2 separate regions of the Mus musculus genome follow, and region 1 is linked to region 2. Evidence: chromatin contacts called from public Hi-C data. All regions are on one chromosome and are shown on one strand. The core of a region is the stretch at or near the end of the contact, and the rest is flanking DNA. Distances in the headings are between cores, read along the strand shown. Region 1 holds the start of Ugt1a9 (UDP glucuronosyltransferase 1 family, polypeptide A9). Region 2 has its middle 17 kb from the start of Usp40.

The links. Hi-C and Micro-C count contacts between places; a contact is called where the count stands out from the background.
Region 1: a Hi-C map of liver shows a contact between it and region 2, with 8 times the contacts expected there. The contact joins the promoter of Ugt1a9 here to the enhancer-like site in region 2. A contact is called at or near these places in 4 of 39 promoter capture datasets (HPC-7-derived erythroid cells, liver, macrophages and 1 more), 3 of 484 Hi-C or Micro-C datasets (extraembryonic endoderm stem cells, liver and nephron progenitors), 2 of 115 datasets of contacts at active chromatin or transcription factors (hepatocytes and intestinal villus epithelium) and 3 of 9 other capture datasets (adipose tissue, liver and macrophages).

Annotation. Positions count from the first base shown.
Region 1 is chr1:88,068,928-88,072,532 of GRCm38.p6, reverse strand. Ugt1a9 (UDP glucuronosyltransferase 1 family, polypeptide A9) reads right to left here and starts at 1,754. Exons shown (of 5, transcript NM_201644.2): 1 at 855-1,754. The coding sequence starts at 1,703. The region is part of intron 1 of Ugt1a10 (UDP glycosyltransferase 1 family, polypeptide A10); the gene reads right to left.
Region 2 is chr1:88,023,431-88,026,774 of GRCm38.p6, reverse strand. It overlaps the pseudogene Gm5832 and the pseudogene Gm15375. Among named protein-coding and RNA genes, the nearest start is that of Usp40, 17 kb to the right of the region's middle. Within about 2 kb of position 1,649, at least 3 of the 459 cell types and tissues checked have an H3K27ac peak or open chromatin away from gene starts, as enhancers often do. A contact at or near this core is called in hepatocytes and liver, where this site is marked.

The DNA of each region.
Region 1 (3,605 bases), core at 505-3,004, 46 kb before region 2:
TAACACACACACAACTCACTGAACATGGAGAGCTGGAGCTGGTGCCTGCATAGAACCTTCAGCCCCATGCTCTAGCATCTATGACATGGAAAGGTATGCTGCAGGATAGCAAACCCAACCACAATATGATTGACCTACAATCTGTCTTGATTATAAAATATGTTAGAGCAATGGAGGTACAAACCTTGTGAGATTAACCAACCAATGTCTGATTTCACTTAAGGCCCACTCCATGAGATGGAACTCACTTCTAACACTGCTTAGGTCTAGATAGCCTCAAGAGCCAAGGCAAAAACAAATACTTTGGGAATGTTTAAAAAGAGATGACAATAAAATGACTCCCACTGGTGTACTGCTGGACTCATAGTCAGGATCTTATTCAGCCATCAGCACAGCTGTTTTCTCTTGCAGCAGATGGGAACAAACACAGAGACCCACAGCAAGACATTTCAGGGAGACAGACCCTGGAATGCGCAGCTCTTCCTGCCCCTGAATAGTGATCATTCTGTGTTGATGTAACATGTCTATCATTACTGTCTTTGTTTCTATTTTTTTCATCTCGCCTTACTAATTTCATGACCTACACATACATTATGAAGGCATACATGTATATTGAAAATTAGATTGTACTTTGGAATTTATATACAATTATGCCACAGCTGTACATACTCATATCAATGTCACCTATATAGAATTATTCTCCTAATTAGTAAATTGGCACAAAACAATTCTCTAACCCAAAAGAAATTACATACATAATAACAAAAACAATAAATCACAGATCAGTAAAGAATTTCCTTTTATATTGTCTAACACTAGGGCTATCTTCATGTGCTAAAGAACATATAGCATACCTTGGAAAGTGACTTCTTCTGGAGGCAGTTGATCCCACCAATAAAGACCATGTTAGGCATCACAGGCCTGGGGAACTCCAACACAAAGTCAGTGCGTAACAACCAAATAGACACTGGGCTAAAGAGGTCTGTCATAGTCACTGGGGTCTGAAGAATTTCAGATGCAACTTCAACAGCAGTTCTTAAAAAGTAGGAGCAAAATGCATGTTCTTCAATGTAGATAAGATGGTTCCACACTCTCTCCTTGAAAGTCATGGTGTCTGTGTATTTTGAGAAAAGTCTAGGAACATAGGAAGGAAGACTTGGGCACTGGGCACCCTCTTCAAGATAGTCACAAAATACACCTCTTGCAAAGATCACTGATGGGAGCGAGAAATATTTGGCGACAATTAATCCACACACATCGAAAGGATCCAGAAACACTGCATCAAAAAATCTCTGCTTCAAGTACTCCACTAACTTCTTGTCGTTAAACAAACTCCTGCAGTGTGAAAATGTTAGTTCAAAGAAACCTCTGGCTGAACCAGTCAAGAAAGAACGTATACTGTGTTCTGGAGTTTTCCATTGAGTGTAAGATAAATACTTGAACTCTCTGTCCAGGTCTTCCAGAGTGTGAGAAATTGAGTAAGTCTTCACTGTACAATTCAGTGATTTCCCCAGCTGCCAACTCACCTCTGGGATGACTACCACAACCTCATGCCCTCTGTGAATGAGTTTCTCCACAACCATCTGCATGGTGAACCAGTGGCTTCCATCCATGGGCACCACCAGCAGCCTGCCTGCCTGGGCCAAGCCAGAGGCCAGAAGCAGACAGAGAAAAAAGGAGGTGGGAAAGGCTACAGGAGCCATGGTAAAATCAGAGCCCAGAGTAATCCTGTCACTATGACTGCAAGATTTTCTAATAGAGCTGGTTAAAAAAGAGAGGCACAAGACCTACTGCAGTGGACACATGGATTTGCATGTTTGCAAGTGACGTTAAATTCAGGTTAATGATTTACTTAAAAGAGAAATAATTAGTTAGCTGTACTGTCTTAAATATCTTTCATATGGTCTGCAGATAAAAAAACGGTTATGAAATATGCTCAGGAAAGATCATGACCTCTATTACAGAAACAGTTTTCAATGAGTTATGAAAAAAGGCTTTAGATTGTGATAATTCAGAAAAAGTAAGAGGCTGCCTTAAAGGGGCCTCTACAACCACCACATGGTCATTTATACAGCATAAAAAGTGAAGCTAAGCCAGGCATGGTTGCGCACACCTTTAATCCCAGCACTCCAGAGGTAGAGGCAGGTGGATTTCTGAGTTCGAGGCCAGCCTGGTCTACAGAGTGAGTTCCAGGACAGCCAGGGCTACACAGAGAAACCCTGTCTCAAGAAAAAAAAAAAAAAAGAAGTGAAGCTAAGCAGAACACACAGTGACAGAGAGTGCTAGAGGTCACACAGAAATGGGCCACTCCCTAAAGGACACATTTTGTTGGAAAGGACATGCCAGGTCTCAAATCAACTCTATATTGCTTTGAGTCCATGGATCTGAGAGTTTAGGAGTCTTGACTGACAAGTCCTGAGCCCTGCTGTAGGACTCCAATCATCTAATAAGCCAGCCACTGTCCCTGTCAAAATAGGAAACACTCACTGTGTTAGATATTCACTAGGAGGTTTCTGTTCTTTTAAGCAACGTTTCTAAGACAGGATGGCTTTTATTTCTAAGCCTGGCTTTTGCACAGACATCTGGACACAAGATAGAAGATGAAGAGCACCTGACCTCTAAAAACTCGTTGACTCCAATAATGAGGGTCAGATTACTTTACTCCAGGCACAATGGTCAGGGGGGCTGCTTTTCTGGGAACCAATGGGTATGGAGCCTAAGAATTGCATCTTTCATCACGGTCCCTGGAGAGACTGATGGACTAAGTCCTGGTATTGTGTGAGTCAGGATATAATGACCATGTAAGGCAGTGTCTTTTTAATGGAGATTCTAATCACTTAATGCTTCAAACAGGAGTCATGAAAACCCTTTTACTTGGGTGTAAAACAGTGATGCTCTGAGGGATTGGCTCGCCACAGTGTAGGCACAACACTCCTCTCACCACAGGCACCAGGGCAGTGCGACCTCTATGGAGAGACTCTCAGGGGAAAGTCATGATGATTTCACCAAATATAGTGAGAATTTCATGGTATTAAGTTTTCTTCGCTATTATGCATCTTTATTAAGCTAATTTCCATGTGTGGTATAAAGGAATAATACATATCTTCTCATGTGTACATTCATGTGTAAGCACAGCCTCTGTTCAACAATTCATTATTTCCAAGTTGAGAAGATTAACACTGGCAGAAAACAATTATCAAACTACGAGTGGATTTATCTTCTTATTTTTGGTATTATTCCACTGTTTTTTTTGTTCTGTAGTTTATTTATTTACTTTACATTCTGATTGGTAATTCTCCTACCCCTCTCCTCCCAGTCCTTCCTTCTCACTGCCAATCCCTCTAAGGCACCTCCCTTTCTTCTTGGAGGAGAGACTTCCCAAAGGAGTATGCTAAACTAAAATAGACATCTGGATGGATGGAGAGAAGGAACTGGTGGAAGATGGGGTGAAGAAGGGTCAAGAGGGATCAGGGGTGGGGAGGATGGTGGGAGAGAGAACTGGAATTGGTAGGGGACATCTCTGAGACGAGCTAGAAATATAGGACAATGGAAACTCCCAGGAATCTATGAAGGTGACCCTAGCAAAAACACCTAGCAATAGGGGA
Region 2 (3,344 bases), core at 400-2,899:
GAAACTGACAGACATTACATCCTAGGTATCATATCAATAACTTTTGAAGTTTGGGCAATCTGTATGAGTACTCCTATAGAGGATAACCTACACATACTGAATGCTGCTCCAAGGCTTGAAGTGTTTTGTCAATGTTTACAAAAACATTAAAATGCAGCTTGAAGGGGTTTTGTTCTTGTTGTTGTTTTTGTTGTTGTTGTTATCTCTCTAAATTCCTCTTCTAGGTTAGAATACAAATGATCCGGTGGCATTATGGCATTTTCAGAGGTTCAGTGCTTTCCTCTGGCTCTCTCCACTCCCCAGCTGCCCAGCATTACCTCCACATGTTCTCTTCCTGCCCCTGAATAGTCCTGCTTCTGTGTTGAAGTGGCATGTCTATCATTACTGTCCTTGCTCCTACTCAGGAAAGTTTTCTTTCCTCTCCCCTTACTAATCATGACCTACACACACAATGTGAATCATAAAAGTAAATTCAAAATTTGATTGTACCTTGGAATTTATGTATAAATATCTCACAGCTGTACACATCCATATCAATAAGTCACCTATATGGAAATTATTCTCCTAATTAGAAATTGGCAAAGAACAATTCTCTAACCCAAAAGAAATTGCATATACAAGAATACAAACAGTAAATCACAAATCAGTAAAGAATTTCTTTATATATTGTCCAAAGCTAGAGTTCTCCTCATGTGCTAAAGCATATATAACATACCTTGGAAAGTGGCTTCCCCTGGAGACAGTTCATCCCACCAACAAAGACCATGTTGGGCATCACAGGTCTGGGGAACTCCAACACAAAGTCAGTGCATAACAACCAAATAGACACTGGGCAAAAGAGGTCTGTCATAGTCACTGGGGTCTGCAGAACTTCAGAGGCAATTTCAACAGCAGTTTTGTAAAGATAGGGGCAAAATACATCGTCTTGAATGTAGATAAGATGGTTCCACACTCTCTCCTTGAAAGTCATGGTGCCTGTGTATTTTGAGAAAAGTCCAGGAACATAAGAAGGAAGACTCGGACACTGGGCACCCTCTTCAAGATAGTAGCAAAATGAAAGTCTTGCAAAGATCACTGATGGGAGTGACAGATATTTGGCAATAGTTAAGCCACACATATCAAAAGGATTCAGAAACACTGCATCAAAAGAAGTCTGCTTCAATTACTCCACTAACTTCTTGTCGTTAAACAAACTCCTACAGTGTGAAAACATCAGTTTAAAGAAACCACTGGCTGAGCCTGTCATGAAAGAACGTATACTTTGTTCTGGAGTTTTCCATTGAGTGTAAGTAAAATACTTGAACTCTCTCTCCAGGTCCTCCAGAGTGTGAGAAATTGAGTATGTCTTCATTGTACAATTCAGGGATTTCCCCAGCCGCCAACTCACCTCTGGGATTACTACCACCACCTCATGCCCTCTCTGAATGAGTTTCTCCACAACCATCTGCATGTCAAACCAGTGGCTCCCATCCATGGGCACCACCAGCAGCCTGCCTGCCTGGACCAAGCCTGAGGCCAGGAGCAGACATAGAGGAAAGGAGGCAGGAAAGGTTGCAGGAGTCATGTTAAAAATCAGAGCCCAGAGTAATCCAGTTGCTATGACTGTAGGATTTTCTAATAGTTAGAAACACAAGACCTTCTGCAGTGTACACATGTATTTGCATGTTTGCAAGTGACGTTAAATTCAGTGTTAATGATTTACTCAAAAGAGCAATACTTAACTGCACTGACAGAAATATCTTTCATATGCTCTCCAGGTAAAAAATGGTTATGATCTTTGCTTAGGAAATATCATGACTTCTATTTCAGAAACAGTTTGGAATGAGTCATGAAACAATATTTTAGGTGTTGACAATTCCGAAAAAGTAAGAGGCTGCCTTAAAGGGGTCTCTTCAACTACCACACGGTCATTTATACAGCATAGGAACTGAAGCTCAGCAGGAGAGACAGTGAGAGTCACCAAGTAGAGGTAGAGAGTGCTAGAGGTCACACAGAAGCAGGATACTCCCTAAAGGACACATTTTGTTTTAAAGGACTTCTCAGGTCTCAAATCAATTCTAAGTTGCTTTGAGTTCATGGATCTGAGAGTTTAGGAGTCTTGACTGACAGGTACTGAGCCTTGGGACTCTGCCCTGCTGTAGGACTCCAGTCATCTAATAAGCCAGCCACTGTCCCTGTCAAAATAGGAAACACTCACTGTTTTAGATATTCACTAGGAGGCTTTTGTTCTTTTAAGCAACGTTTCTAAGACAGGATGGCTTTTATTTCTAAGCCTGGCTTTTGGACAGACATCTGGACACAAGATAGAAGATGAAGAGCACCTGACCTCTAAAAACTCGTTGACTCCAATGATGAGGGTCAGATTACTTTACTCCAGGCACCATGGCTGGGGGTGGGGGCGAGGGTGTGTGGGAGGGTTGGAGAGAGGTGCTCTTCTAGGAACCAATGGGCCTGAAGCCTAGGACTTGCATCTTTCATCACAGTTCCTGGAGAGACTGATGGACTTAGTCCTGGTATTGAGTGAGGCAGGATATAATGACTATGTAAGGCAGTGTCTTTTTTTTAAAGAATGGAACTTTAATCTTTATTTACAGGACATGACAGGGTATGAAATTCCAAATAGAAATAAATTCAGAGGACAGCTTCATAGAGTATGTACAGTTTATAACTGTTCAAGTATAGTTTCTTTTGTAAAAAGTGCGACAATAACAAACCACATTTAAAAAGAGTTCTTAGTAGAGAAAACAGTAAGACAAATCTATGAGAACATAGAATAGCACAGCACATAGCTATTTTGTGCCTTGGCTGGACATTAGAAGTTAAAGGTCCCGGGAGCTCCATCCTGAACTTGGAAGGCAAAGCCTTCAGAGGTAGTTTCTGGCAACACATTTTGATCTTCCTCCACTGAGAAGTACTTCTTAATTAAGTTCAATGAGGCCTTGTATACAGACTCATTTTCATGGCTCTGTAGTGCTTCAATTTTATCCAATCCTCCACACTCTTCAATCATTATACTGAGCTTTTCTGTCACACATAGTTTCTCTGCAGCCTGAAAGATATTTGATGTGGCATCAAGAATAACCTGAATAATCTTGGTATCTTTTGCACTCAGGAGGTTCATCAAAGGTTCTGTTATCCCACAATGAATGAGATATACAATCTGCTCAACAGTCCCACCGCTGGTATAGTTGGTTATAGCCCACACGGCCTCCTTCTGTGTCTTAATGTCTGCCTTAGAGAGGACACCAACAAGAAGGGGGACTAGGCTGTGATTCACAACTTGCTGTATCTGGTCCTGGCGTCCAGCTGTAATGTTTGACATTGTCCATGTGGCCTCCTTCTGA